2 separate regions of the Rattus norvegicus genome follow, and region 2 is linked to region 1. Evidence: chromatin contacts called from public Hi-C data. All regions are on one chromosome and are shown on one strand. The core of a region is the stretch at or near the end of the contact, and the rest is flanking DNA. Distances in the headings are between cores, read along the strand shown.

What was found. A called contact is a pair of places that touch in the nucleus more often than the background predicts.
Region 2: a Hi-C map of hepatocytes shows a contact between it and region 1, with 4 times the contacts expected there. The contact joins the promoter of Nat10 here to the promoter of Abtb2 in region 1. A contact is called at or near these places in 6 of 12 Hi-C or Micro-C datasets (Schwann cells, frontal cortex, hepatocytes and 3 more) and 1 of 1 datasets of contacts at active chromatin or transcription factors (oligodendrocytes).

Annotation. Positions count from the first base shown.
Region 1 is chr3:110,404,836-110,412,306 of GRCr8, reverse strand. Abtb2 (ankyrin repeat and BTB domain containing 2) reads right to left here and starts at 2,635. Exons shown (of 17, transcript NM_134403.2): 1 at 1,353-2,635. The coding sequence starts at 2,235. It overlaps LOC120101613 (a long non-coding RNA gene), which reads left to right and starts at 2,485. Exons shown (of 2, transcript XR_005502311.2): 1 at 2,485-2,624; 2 at 3,224-4,253. LOC120101612 (a long non-coding RNA gene) reads right to left here and starts at 1,346. Exons shown (of 2, transcript XR_005502310.2): 1 at 1-1,346.
Region 2 is chr3:110,601,816-110,609,286 of GRCr8, reverse strand. It overlaps Nat10 (N-acetyltransferase 10), which reads left to right and starts at 4,458. Exons shown (of 29, transcript NM_001399512.1): 1 at 4,458-4,630; 2 at 7,119-7,241. The coding sequence starts at 7,134. It overlaps Caprin1 (cell cycle associated protein 1), which reads left to right. Exons shown (of 19, transcript NM_001012185.3): 19 at 1-2,798.

The DNA of each region.
Region 1 (7,471 bases), core at 1,386-3,885:
GTACTAACCCTTTAAAGACTGCTTTATTCTTTCTGGTGACTAATTCCCACCCTGAAACTACCTACAGGTGGCAAACTCTTAGTCATTACCATACAAGAATATATTTTCATTTTGGAGATTCCAGTAATTTTAAGAGTTGTATGCAGAGAATGGGAACAAAAATCCTGAACACACAGGTCACTGTCCCACACTGCCAATACAGATCGGCTAATGTATAAAAGCGGTCATCGTATACAAAGTGCTAAGTACAGTGGCTATTACTGTTGTTCTAAGTTTTAGCATTCTATCTTTTAGCTATCACGAGTATGTTAAGTCACATCTAATTCTGACTTTTATCCCTTTCCAGAATCCACCTGGTCTCCTCCACTGCTTGTCTGACACTGAAAGCTGCACACAAAGTGACCCTTCCAATCGGACCATAAAGTTGGGCCACCTTAACCCCTGGAACTGGTGTCAGGTAAGCAATTTGCTGCTGAATGCATGTCATGCCCAAACTCCCACAGTGAACGAATGGCAAGTGCTTTGTTTTCACCGTTGGCAATGAAACCTTGCATGCCTTCCGTTGGGATGCAGCCACCCAGGGCTTAATTTTCCAGACTCCACGCCATGCAGCTGCCCATCCCCCAAACTCCATTCCCATAATGTGGTTTACTGAGCCTGTCATCTTTCCTTTCAGGAAAGCCTAAAAGGTTGTGCATTTAATTCGACATGAGGTTTTAATCAAATGCTTACTTGGCTAATGACAGCTGGAAAATTCAGCCCCAGAAGCCAGCATGTGGCTGTCTTTCTGGGAAGGAGATTCAAGAATCCCTGGTTTCCCTCACCCCTGGCATATAGTATATAAAGAGCTGGGAGCTCCCCCTCCACCTCCTGTCAAGAGCCCTAACTCTGAACATCATTAAGTCCTAGGTACAGCACCAAAACCTGGGCTTTCCACTCTCCTCTACTCAGCCCATTTATCCAAGGCTCAGGTTTTGAGAGTACAGATCCTTGCTGCCACTGTGCTGAAGAACCACAGTGAGGGTGAAAATAGACTCCTAGAGATCCAACTAAACAGGGCAAACCATAGCAGGGCTGCAAGCCTCACTTTAGAGAGTGGTTCAGGAGTAGTTTGGTCCAGACACCCATTCTCACCCAATTAGCGCACAGCCAACAGAACATTAATCACAACTTTATCCTCCAAAAGTTAAGAAACCTAAAAACAACCTTTGACAAGATTTCCACTTAAGAATTCTCCCAGAATTCCATTTCTCTCAGAGACGTGGTACACTTCACAGCTTGCGCCTAAGAAATCCCATTCCTGGGGTGGCCCACCCAGCCTGTTTTCCTCACCCACACCCCCTCGTGCTTACCATTGGCGTTCTTGCCGCAGATGAGATGCTCATAGGGTTGCAGGACTCCCCAGAGCTCGGCATCGTTGTTGATGACCATCTCCAAGGCCTCAGCGGATACCTCTCCGCCTCCTGCCCCTCCGCCATCAGGGCTCTGACTCGCCAGGACCCTAGCCCGGATCTCCTCCACCAAGTTCTCCATGCAAGCCGTAAGCGAGATGGCCGCATACTCATGGATGCGCACGGAGATGCGAGTGTCCACCATCCAACGGAAGAAACGGCCCACGGAGAAAGTGAGGCCGCAGCGTGCCGACTTGCCGCGGCGCAGCCCATCGCCAGCGCTCATGCTATAGAGGGACAACGCCTTGACCGCTGCCAGCGCGCAGCTCTCGGCCAGCGCCCAGCTGTGCACCAGGCGCACCGCACTCTGCACCTCGAAGCGGGTACACTTGGCGTGCAGCACGCTTAGGCGCTGCGCCTCCCGGGCCACGCGGATGAGCGCCCGGCGGAGGAGTCCGGCCAAGCGCCTCACAGCCTCGGCGGAGAATGAGGGCAGCCTCCGGCCGCCGACGCTTTTGCGGAGCACCCGAGCCACGTCTCCCTCGGTCCAAGGGAACTCCTCTAGCTCCGGGAGCCGCGGGCAGCGCGAGAAGAGGTCGGCCACTTCGGGATCCTCGGGCAGCACTGTGTTCACCGTGTCCCAGCTGTTGTGGCGGCTGTTCATGGAGCCGGAGTAGCACCACCAGGCCGCCCCGCGGTGCTGCGGCGCCGAAGAGTTGAGCGCCTGCGAGTTGGACTTGGAAGACGAAAGGCTGAGCGAGCGGCAGGAGTCGCCGGCCCCATACCCGGAGTCCAAGGTCAAGTCCTCCAGAGTCTTCAATGTGGAGCTGTACGTCCCGGCCATGGGGAGCCTCCGCGCGCGGCCTCGCCGAGCGAGGGGCTCTCACTGTTCCATGCCCACTTGCCCCGGGGAAGAGGACGGAAACCAGCTCTAGGCTCTCGGAGGCGCCCTCCCTGCTCGCCGCGCCGCGCCTCGGGGCCGCAGCATCGCCTGCGCACAGGCCGCGGGGAAGGTGGGCGAAGCTCTCAGCCGGCCAGAGCCCGACGCCGTCCGCGTCCAGCCGCGCCGCTGTCAGCGAGCAACCTCTCCGCGCTCCTCCTCTGAACTCCCGCCGCCAGCCTCAGCTTCCCTTACCGAGCGTCTAGAGCGTCCGTCACCACAGAGAAGGAATCCCGAGAGAATGGGGCGGTCACCGAAGAGCGAGGCGCCGGCTATCCGTCCCGGACCAGCCGGTGAGAAAGCGCTCCACAAACTTCTACTGGGCGCGGGTTACCGACACAGATAGGTCCACCCGAGCAGCCCGCATGCAAATACACCCGGGACCGTTCACCAATCATCAGCCACGCCGGGCAAAGGCTGTGCCAATGGTTTCCGAGAGGGGCGGGAAATATGCAAATCTTACTCGTCTTGGAGTTGGAGGTTGGGCGAAACCTCTTGGCTAGGAGGCTGAGGATGGGTTGTAGTGGGTGGGTTGGAGCTGAGGAGGGGAAAGAACAAGCGAGCGAGCTAGCAAGGAGGTGGGGCACAGAGACCCAGAAAGCAGGGGGAACCCAGAAAGCAGGCCCCAGCGCTGAGGACTATGTGCTGTCCCTTTCTCACCTTCTAAGCTTTAGACTTAGGCAGACAGCTCCTTGTGAAGCTGTGAGCAGCCAGCCCAGGAAAGTGGGAAGAGAAAACCGGGAGGAGACCCTACCCACCTTTCTAGTCGACTTTCTACCAAGCCCCTCCTCCTTCTCTTTTGAGAAACGGAAAGCTATTTATGCTTGGAGGGAGGGGAAGCACCTCTGCTTCTCTTCTCAAATCTGTCTGCTTTTGTTTATATTGCCTTTAGGCTCGGATCGGAACAGAATGTTTTAAACTGGGACCTGAAAATGGCCCGGCATCCAAAGGCCTGTGATCACACCCCTGTGTAGGTTCATACCTGTTTTCCAAGGATTACCTCGGAGGTGGGAGTTCTAATCTAAAGAATGCACGACTTCCCTATTACTGGTGTCCTGTCAGAAGGACCCTTTTTGTCCGAGGTGGAAAAGGAGTGCCTGAAGAGGAACCAGATGAAAAACGAGGACCTGCACTGAACGCCTCCTGCATGCAGGTGTTCCCTTTTAAGGACTTGCTGGAGTGACCTGCGGGTCGGCAGGTCTTCTGTCCCCTCGGGACTCGGTGCCCCCTGGGTACAGTGAATTGCTGCCTTTCAGCAGCGCCCAGGTGCACCCCAAGCGGCTCGCAAGAGAGCTACTGATTGCACAGATCCACGCCCAGCTCTCGCAGGACCAGCTGCTCCCCCATAACTATTCACACGCACGTGCACAAGCGTGCACCAGCCCCCTCCAGCAGAACTGCAAAATCAAAGCGCGGATTGTGCACAACGTTCGTCCCAAGTCCTCTTCGCCAGCTCCTGAATGGCTCCTTTGTGCTGTATTTTACAGTTCTGACCTTGGGCCGTGAGTTGGATACGAACTAAAAAAGTCTGGTTTGTCTCTTTCCTTAAATTAATGATCCCTTTCCCCGTAAAACGACTTTTTATTTGGCAGTTTTACTTAATTTTTCCTTTCCTGGAGTACATGAGACGTTGCCTCCTGATGGTTAGAATTGGAAACAGAGTCAAGGACGGAAGCACTGTGCATGGCATAAGCCATCAAATTAACAGAGTCACATTTTATAGAGGCGAAATTAGAAGTCAAATTAGAGGTTCAACTTCTCAGAAAACACGAAAAACCGTTTGATGGATTTAATACCCATTATGAGAAATATAATAAAGGAAATATCGTCCTCTAGTGGATATCTACAGGAAATAAAGTTTTTTTTCTTTGTTCATTTTCTTCAAAAATAAAGGCTTGACTGGAAAGGTACATTAACTAAAAGGGTGATTTAGAGTGCTTCTTACACAAAATATGGGATATTTGTATTGATGTATTTAAGTCACACGATGACTTAAAATGCAAACATAAATGTGCCCAGTTTGGACTGGGTGTGGTTATTCATGTCTACAACCTCAGGACTGAGGAGATGAAGGAAGCAGGAGGACTTCCAAAAGTTTGAAGCCAGCCTGGGTTTTGACAAACCAAAAAGAGGAAAAAGAGAAACGCACTGAGAGAAAAATCCTGGAGTTTCATGGATGTTAAACTGCCCCACAAGGGTTCTAGACAAATAAATGGATTTCTCTAATCTATAGCAAAACAAATCAAGAGAAGAAAAAGCAGCTCTACAAATTAAAAGATATTTAGAAGATACATCAACCAATCACAAGCTATAGAAGTTATTTATGTTTTTATTTAAAACTTAATAAGCATTGGGTCAGAGAAGTAGGTCAGTGAGTAAGAATCCACAGTGCCTTTGAAGAAGACCCAAGTTCAATTCCCACTACCCACATTGGATAGCCTGTAACTCCAGCACCTCTGGCCTTCATAAGCACCTTCACTCACACACACACACACACACACACACACACACACACACACACACACACACACCACCTAGATCTAGGATTGCTCATGCCAATAGTCATACAAAGGTAATCCTTGGAAATGTTTACCTTGGATGAAATCTCCTATTTTGTTATTTAAAATATAAATAAAAAACAATCTGGAGATTAGAGTACAAAATGCCCTAAAATTTATCTTGAAAGTGAGGCAATTATAATCTGAGCTATCTAAATATAAGTCAAACTGTTTTGTGAGAAAGGTAGATTACAGCCTGAGCATTGAAGAGTGGCAAGGGCTTAGGTGTTTGTGGGTCCTCATTGACAAACTTAGCAGATGTGTTAGCTCCTGTGTCCTCTTGACTAGGTCAACGTGGGTGTAAAGTTGGAGTATGATAAACTTTAGGCTAGTGGGCAAATAGATAAGACTGCATGGCACAAGTTAAAGATATATAGATATAGATATATATTTGTGTGTGTGTGTGTGTGTGTGTGTGTGTGTGTGTGTGTGTGTTCTGTCTACATATAGAGCCTGCATGCCAGAAGAGGGCATCCCATTTTTGATAGTTGAGAGCCAACATGTGATTATTGGGATTTGAACTTAGGACCTCTGGACTCAGAAACTCAGGCCAGTACTCTTAACTGCTGAACCATCTCTCCAGTCCCTTTTTAAAACATTTTAATTTTATAAGTGTTTTATCTGTGCACCACGTGTGTGTCTGGTGCCTACAGAGGACAGAAGAGGGCATTGGATCCCCTAGAATCGGAGTTACATGCATGCATACACACACACACACACACACACACACACACACACACACACACAGAGGCTGATATATGCATCCTGGGAATTGAACCAAGGACCTTTGGGAGAGCAGCCAGTGATTTTTAACTGTTGAGCCATCTCTCCAACCCAGAGTAGGACAATTTAACACAAAGCCAGGCTGTTTGTAGGGAACTTGTTGAACTCTCATGCTCTCGTGTACTTAAGAATTTGTGTCAAGGAAAGTGGAACTGATATCTGAGCTGAGATTTGTCTGACTCATTTCTGCTGAAGAATTCAGGATGGCTGCATCTCTCTGCCTACATTAGAAAGGGATTCCTAACCAATGATGTGAGGGTTATAAGTGGTCCTGGGAGGCAGAGGGTTTACAAACTACCTAAAATTGCCTAAAACATCCTAACATGAGTACTAGTTGGATCTGTTCTGGATAAAGTGGGTGTATGTAGTACTGTCTGATAGACCTCTCTGATAATGAAAATGTTCTGTCCACCCTGCTCAATATAAGAGTCACTTACCACATTAATTTAACCTTATTGATTTAGTTCACCTCTTAGGACCATTAGCCCTTTAGAGATTTTGGCAAAGACCATGGACCTGTGCACTCATTGCTGAATTCAAGGTTAAAACTAAATCAGGTAGAGTTAAAGATGCTGTAAGAGCTTGAGGATAGAAGAGCAGCTTCGGCACACACACACACACACACACACACACACACACACACACACACACACAAAGGCTCAGGGAAAGTGGAGGCAGTGAATGTATTACGCCAGAGATGGCTTGAATTCCAGAAATCACGCCTATGGGGACTTGACAGTGCTGTGATCAGGCAACTGGTACAAGACACTTTCAGAGTGACTGACAACAGGTCATACAACTCTGGGATGAGGGGAAGAAGAGGAGGACATTGCAAAGTCAAATCAGGGATCTAGATATGGTTACTGTGAGGTCCACGATGGAGCTGGACACAAGTTTAGAGAGTGAGGACAAAAGTATCAAACAATGTGACCTCAAATCTCTGATGGGCCGGGCTGAATCTCCCTGCCTATCTTGTGTAGGGGTGGCAGGCTTGGTCTGAGAATATAAGATAAATCTGGGCTCATGCTGTTAGTTGATAAGGCCTGAGACTCGGTGAGAAGGAACCCAGAAGTAGGGAAGATTTGCTTGCCCCACACTCTTTTCACCATGGTTGCCTATCACTACATGCCTGAAGATGGATGACCATTTAACTGCATGCTTTTCAAACTGCTTAGTTGAGAAATTATTTTTCTAGTCTTACACAAAACATAGTATGAGTAACAAAAAATACTAGGTTTGCTGTCGGGGTGTGATAAAGGGTTGAGCAGAGAATGTTGAGCCATGCCCACTTCATTTTTAGGCAGCCTGTGAGGAACCTTGTCAGAGCTTTGCCCTCTAGGAAAATTAACCAAGAGAGGGTCACCATCTCTTCTTTGATTCACCACCCAGGTTAGTGCACCTAGGGGAGAGATGATGAACAGAGAAAAACACCTCATGCAGAAGCAAGGAGAGCTGAAAGGGCCAGTAGGTAGGAAGGGTACATCAACACAGAGTTTTTTTTTTTTTAAGATTTTATTTATTTACTTCATGTATGTGAGTACACTGTTGCTCTCTTCAGACACACCAGAAGAGGGGATCAGATCCCCATCACAGATGGTTGTGAGCCACCGTGTGGTTGTGGGAATTGAACTCAGGACCTCTGGAAGAGCAGTCAGTGCTCTTAACCGCTGAGCCATCTCTCCAGCCCAACATAGAGGTTTTATTGTTGACAGAGAACCAGTGGTGTGTAAGCTGCTTTTATCTTAGGAAGTCCAAAGAAGCCTAGACTTGTCACAGGCATTTCTTTTATGATCTTCACA
Region 2 (7,471 bases), core at 3,209-5,708, 200 kb before region 1:
CATTTCCCTATTTTAGGGAAATGACAGACAGTAGTTTCAGTTCTGATGGTATAAGCAAAACAAATAAAACATGTTTCTAAAAGTTGTATCTTGAAACACTGGTGTTCAACAGCTAGCAGCTAAAGTGATTCACACCATGCATTGTTAGTGTCACAGACTTTGTGGTTATGTCTAATAGCTGTTTCTGAAGTATTTTCGTTTATCTTTTGTCTAATTTAACCCTAAGTGAATTCTCTCCTTTTTCTTGAGGACACACTTATGCTCAAAGTGTTGACTCTGCCGTAGGTGCATAAAGAGAGTGTACCGTTTGACAGAGATGCAAAGTTCAGCAGTGACCTAACCAGATGTCCTGTGCTGGGATCTGTGCTAGCAGTTTGAGCACGAGCTGTGTGCCTGTGAACTGAATGCCACTTGTCCCACTCCATCTACGCCTTGCAGAATCAGTTCCACTTGTTAAAGGCAAAGGCTACTTACCACCTTAATGCTATTTTCTGTAAAGAAATTAAATTTTACTTTTAGCCTTTTGCAAACTTTTTTTTTCCAAGCCGGTAATCAGCCACTCAAAACAACTATTCTCAGATATTCATCATTAGACAACTGGAGTTTTTTGCTGGTTTTGTAGCCTACTAAAACTGCTTAGGCTGTTGAACATTCCACATTCAAAGTTTTGTAGGGTGGTGGATAATGGGGAAACTTCAATGTTTATTTTAAAATAAATAAAATAAGTTCTTGACTTTTCTCATGTGTGGTTATGGTACATCATATTGGAAGGGTTATCTGTTTATTTTTGCCAAGAACATTTTGTGAGCACCTACACTTGTGTGCTTTAAATGACAACTGCCTGGGATGTACCACAACCATATGTTAGTTGCATTTTATTGGGATGGACACAGCGTTTGTGGTTTATTGGGTAATCCCTAGATGGTGTGTTATGTGTAGAATATAATTTTATGATATTAAGAAAGCAAAATTGAGGAAAATAAGTTTAGTGTTGAATTTGAGTTCTGAAATGAATGAGGAGAATGTCTTACTATTGCAGGCTTCTACCCAAAGTGTAGGGCAAATTGTGTTTGTACTTTTAACCTTTTAATTTTTTAAGTTGCTTATTCATTTCACGAGCAACATATAATTAGGTATTACTCTACCATTGCAGTTCTAGCACATAGAACTTTTTAATGTCTCAATTCAGACTATTTTAAAAGGAATCTCACTGGACAAAGAACTACTAAAGTGGTTTGGTTAAGATCTGAGTCTTTGTTACTCAGTATCTTGTATAATATGCAAATGCTTGTCTAGGTGCAGAAGACCTTTTGTTTGGTCAAGTGTCTTTTACCAGAGTACAGGGAGCTTATGGCCCTACATGTCTCTTAATATACATGCACAATTAACAGTAGGTATAGATACCACATGTATGATGAAATGCTCCCCTTCCCCCCTAAAGGTAGCATGCCATTGATTACTTTTTGCTTAGGGCCATTTTATTAAACCAGGGCCTTAATCCTAAAAAGAGATGAATTTTTTCCCATCCGTTCTCTTTCTTTTGATCATTGTATCTTGATATTAAAAACTTGACCTTCGAATGATTGTAATAAATTAGTCTCTATTTGTGTGTGTATATATATATACACGCACATACATATGCATTTATATAATGCTATTGTATAGAAACTTTAAGGAGACATGAAAATGTATGCTTATTCTCAGGTTCATTCACTAAGGTGCTTGGCAAACAACCAGTTTTTAAGTGCAGAATATAGTTGAACAGCTTCATATATAGGCCAGGTGATTTGTTAAATTTTCAGTGGTACATGTACTTCAGGGAAATGGGGTAAGTGTAGCTTAGGCTGATCATACTGTTCATTTCAACCTTGAGCTCTGAAGCTGTATCCCATTTGAGGTATTTAGTACTCTTAGTTTTATTTAGTATAAGTTAACAGGAAAAGTAAATTAAGCTTTTTGCCTTTACTATTTTGAATTTATAAATATTCTGGAAAAACTTAGAAACTGCTGTAAATTTCCTTAGATTAAATTATATGAAACATGATTGCTTATAGTCCTTGAGCAAAGCCTGTGAGTTGCATACACCCTAAGGAAAACTTCCTTAAGTGCTCCTTGAGAGAGATTCTGGGTGTGGTCTTTTTAAGGAAAAAGCTAGACTACTGTATGTTCCCAGTCTTGGTACTGGAAGCGCACTGTACATTATTACTTTGTTGTGAAGCTCAACCAGTTTCCTGCGTAGCCTTGCCCCTCACTGTTGGGATTGAAAGTAGCAGCATCTCTGATGTACTATACCAGTGAGGTTCTGGTATATCTACTTGTCAGTATTAATTTCCTTAAGTACTATATTTCTTTAGGGAAACAACCTGAAATTTATTAGTACATTTGGGTTTCTCTTGCCAGGCATTATGTTGCCAGTGTTAACTCTTCAGTGGTGACAAAATTACCCAAGACACTAGTGGCCCAGATGTATGTAGTAAGTGGTATGATTCAACAATGCAGTTAATGATAAATACATGATGTAGTTAGTATGATCAGGAAAGACAACATTGAAAGATAATTCAGCTAACATAAGGGTGAGGAATGGCAAACTGGATTAAGAGTCAGAGGCATATGTTCCAGGGACTGATGTTTGGTGCTTTAGCAAGATCTGGCTGGAGAAACTGGAAAAGGCAGTTTTCCATGTTTAGTTTTTGTATCAACATTTGGAAGCTATTGAAGGCTTTAAAATGGTGTATGTATTGTTCGGGGGTGTTGGGATAGTGGGCCATCCAATAAAATTACCATTGAAAAGACCTTCACTGCAGTGTTGAGAAGAAAAGTTTATGGGTCAATGGAATCTAGAATGTACATCATTCTTTGCAGCAAAAAATTGAGTTGTAAGTAGTGTAAATTGAGGTATAAGTTGAAAGGATTTCAGATTCCCTATCACCTGTCACCACTGAGTATCCTGTGCAGGTCCTGTAAGCCTTCATTGATAGGTGGCTTTATTTAATCCAAGTGACCTAATCCAATCTCACCGTTCTGACTATTAGTTCTTTGGCACTTAGGTATCAATCACCAATCACCTCAAATTTAAAACTCACAGTAAAGTATTTGGCCAGTGAAATGGCTCAGCAGGTGTTGTCACTTGAAGTCATCCCTGACAAGAATTTTGACTCTAGGGACAGGTTGAAGAAGAAAAAGGTGTGGAGTTCTATTCCCATACCCATCCTCTCTTAAACACATTTGATATGCTAAACTGGAATAGTATTCTACACCAACTGTTTTCAGTCCAGCTTGATAGGGGCAGTGGGCAGTAAGCTGAAAGCTATCTTGATGTCTTTATATACTTTAGGCCTTAAGTAAAATCACTTCACAGCATGGGCAGCTCAGCCATCAAGCACTGTGGCTACCCTAAATCTGACTATACACTATCTCATCGCAATTGTCCCTGTTTGTACCCTGACATGGTGTCAGATTTTGCAGTGACTAAGGTAATCCTAGCACACAATTTCTGTCCCTAAAATTTCAGTGACATTTTCATTATAACCAAAATCCCATATCTGGGCTACTTATGCAGAATTCCTATTTCTCCACTTATGTCCTCTTCCTATACTGGTTCCTTTTTTTTTTTTTTTAAGTCGAGTATTCTCAATGGCCATTTCTTAAGTTTTGGGTTTTGCTTGTGTCACCACCACCTTATAGGACTTCTCTGCCCACTATAACAAAGTTATTTTATTAGGTATATTTAGAACCTTAGTATTAAATCAAAGGCCATATTGGTGACTCAAAACAATATTGCCTGGCATCATGAAGTTTTAAGTGGATTGAAATTTGGATTGATACTAAAAATTGTTGGTATGTAAGTTTGGAGGAATTCCGTTTTAGATAACAGGACTTGTGATGTCCAAGAATATAGGATAAACCAATTTCACGTGCTTCATTCCAAAAGGAAGGCAGAAATACTTATGGGTATTTCCTGTGGATGTTGGACAAGCCTTGAGACCCAATGTTGGGCTTTTGGAACACTCATAATATGCAGAGCCTGCAAAATATAGCGGCCAGGATGGTGGGTACAAAGTCTACAGATACTCCCAGACAGCCTATGGGATGGAAATTCAAGTAAGATGAATAAAGCAGTTAGTGGCCTAGTTTCATGTTATTAGAAGTTAGGGGGTTGATAAAACAACACCTACACTAGCAACAGCTATTACCTCGTACAACCCTGCTATAGAGGCGCTCAGTAGAAGCTGCAGTAGAAGAGTTCCGGTACAAATAGCTAAGGTCAGCTGCCAGACACCCGGATATCTAAAGGACTACTTCCGTCTGCCAAAGCCAGGTTACCGGCCTCAAATGGCACGCTGCTCCACAGTAGTGGCGGCCCGGAGTTAGTGCGCGGTGCGGCAGGCGCCTGGCGTGTTACGTCATAACTAAGCGTCGAAGCTTTGGAAGGTCCCATAGCAGGAAGGTCCCCTCTTCAGCGCTAGCCCACGTGCTGCCACTTGAGCGGATTCCCGTGCAGCGTCGGCCCCTTGGCGAGCTCAGCTGTGCAGCGTTTTCTCCAGCAAACCTGTCAGCCTGCGTGGCAGCTCGGTGTCCTCACGTGCATTCATTGTGCGACTGCCTGAGGTCCGCCGTGCCGGGGACGCAGGTACTCCTTGGAAAGGGCTGGGTCGGATGTTGGTGTGTGCGTTTGGGGCCATTTACGGGCTCGTAACACTGGCTCGAGGACGGAAGTTTCTGTACGGGCTGATGCCCTGATCTTCGCACTCCTCTTCGCCTGGATTGCCCAACAGATAAAACATTCCTGGTCCCGGATACTCAGACACTCGGGGCTGGCTTCTCGAGCACTTTCCGGTTGCACGGCTCTTTTCCACTCTCCAGCCTCTCTCACTGGGAGAATGGAGAATGGAGAATGGGTGGGTGTCAAAACTACTTTCTGAGAAACTCGGTTCCTCGTAGCAGTGATAGGTTATGTACTAACGCGGCTTAATCCCGGATATTCTGCTCTCAAGTACTGCAGTATGTCTGTTTGTTTGTACTTATCTAGCTGTATCATTCAGGACATTTGACAGTGCACCTCGTGCTGCTGTGTTTACCGGAATGGATACAGCCAAATGAAAATGATTTGTCTGTCTGGTTGTGGTGGCCCATACCTTTAATTCCAGCGCTTGGTAAGCAGAGTCTGGAATATTCGTTGGAGTTCAAGGCCAGCCTGGTCTGCATAGTGAGACTGTTTGAAAAAACTAAGCAAAAAGCAATAAAAAACAGAAAACGATTCATGCTTTCTATTTCCAGCAATTCCTTCCTTATCTATTAGGCAGTAGTAATCTTAGATTATTAGAGTCTTTACTCCTGCCATTAATTGTTCATCTAATTTTGTGTGTAGTTGTATTTCACTTAGTTTTTAAAAGTATTTTTTAGATTTAAAGCTTGTAGTTAGGGACCTTATCTGTTAATTCTGACTCTCCTATAACAAAGCTAGACTCTTTTAACAACTAGATATCCATTCATTTGTGTAGATGTTTATGTGACTGGCAACATAAAACTTACAAACTGAACTGCTTTGGATTTGGGTGGATCAGACTGTAAAGCTGGTTTGTTACATTAATGCCTTGGGATACTCGATTTCTTTGTTCTGCTCTCCTCTTTTAAACAGGAGCTATTTGTTGTGATAGTGTTTTATATTAAGACCTGCTAAAGCCCATGTTTAGGGAAGGGGGTTTTGTTTAGAGTGCAGCAGGTGCTGGGATTTTAAAATCACATAGCCTAACATTCTAATACCATGGGAATGTGATTGATTTTTCTCAATTTTTTTTTTTTTTTGGTGTATTTGTTATGGGTAATTAGATAATGTTTGTGTTTTACTGGATGCTGGAGAAATTGAGTCGGGTCCCCCATAGATAGGCAAATTTTTTACTACTATATACCCAATAATCAGATAGTACTTTCTAAAATCACGGATACAGAGCCATTAGTGTGGCTTCTCACCCAAAGAAACATTGTATCAGAAATATGTTTTTTCTCTCACTTTATAAGTAACATGTGCATTTGAATTTTTATTATGTTTTAATTGTGTATGTGGTGTGTTGTGTGCTGTATACCGTGGCCACGGTGGAGGTCAGAGAAGAACATTGAGGAGTCTGTTCTCCCCACTGGATCCCCCTCCTGGAACTGGGAGATCTGCCTGTATGCACACCACTGCCTGGCAATTCTTATCTTTTGCCATGTGGATTCTGAGGATCAAATTCAGGTCATTGGGCTTAGCAACAAGAACCTTTCCCTGCCGAGCCATTTTACCACACACTGTGAATTTTAAAGAAACCAAACCATAAAAGACAAACATCAAAATAAAATTCACCATATTCAGAAGTTACATTTTTTTCTAGTTCTTTTTTTTTTTTTAAGTTTCACCACCCCCCAGTCCCCCGCCATGTTTTGTATGTGTACAAAATGGGCCAGCAGTGTTACTCAGATGGCAGACTGCTTGCTTGCCTAGCATGCATGAGGCCCTAGGTTTGATTCCCAGCATAGCTTAAAACCTTGTTGTGGTGATATATATTTGTAATTTGAGCAGTTCCCTGTAATCCTAGTACTTAGGAAGTGGAGGCTGGAGGATCAGAAGTTTTAGGCTATAACATCTTGGACTATATAGTGAATTCAAGGCCAGCCTGGGATATATCAGACTCTTAAAATCTCTTGTCTTGCTACTCTTTGGGGCCTATAGAGATATCATTCCATGCTTTAATCATTCTTGGTTTTACTTACTTTTAGCATGCTGTCCTTTTCTTTTTTTACTCCTTCTTGAGGCAAGGTCTCCCTGTAGCCCTGGCTGCCCTGGAACTTACTATGTAAGCCAGGCTGGCCTCCAACTCACAGGAATCATCCTGTTTGTAGCTCCCCTAATTTTTCATAAGCTCCTTGATGGATCGGACAAGCACTCTGCTGACTTTCCTGCTTGCGGACATTTCACCTCTCTGGCTTCCTGATTATAAAACTGAAATCAATGTCTTCCCTGTGGCATTGTTTGAAGATTAAGATTTTGTAATTTTTGTAATTAGGATTACAAATGGGCCTTGGCCACTTACTTGGATGTCATTCTAGTATTTGGTTCATCTGTATCTTTATTTCTGTGTTAGTGATAGTCTTTCACCATGCATCGGAAGAAGGTGGATAACCGAATTCGAATTCTCATTGAGAATGGCGTATCTGAGCGGCAGAGGTCTCTTTTTGTTGTAGTTGGAGATCGAGGAAAAGATCAGGTAAGAAAGACCTGGTAAATGCTTCCTCAGTTGTTGTTGTCCTGTCCCAAAGAGGTTGGCGGGTTTTCTAAGCCTTTTAAAGTTTCAGTACACTGCCATTATGATCTCTTCGCTGGTAGAATCCGTAGTGGGGACATTTGTTCAGTACCTGGGAATGGTAAATTCTCTAAGATTCATGGGTAGAGAGATGAGCCAGTATCCTTGGAATCCTCACATGCTGCATTGGCCTC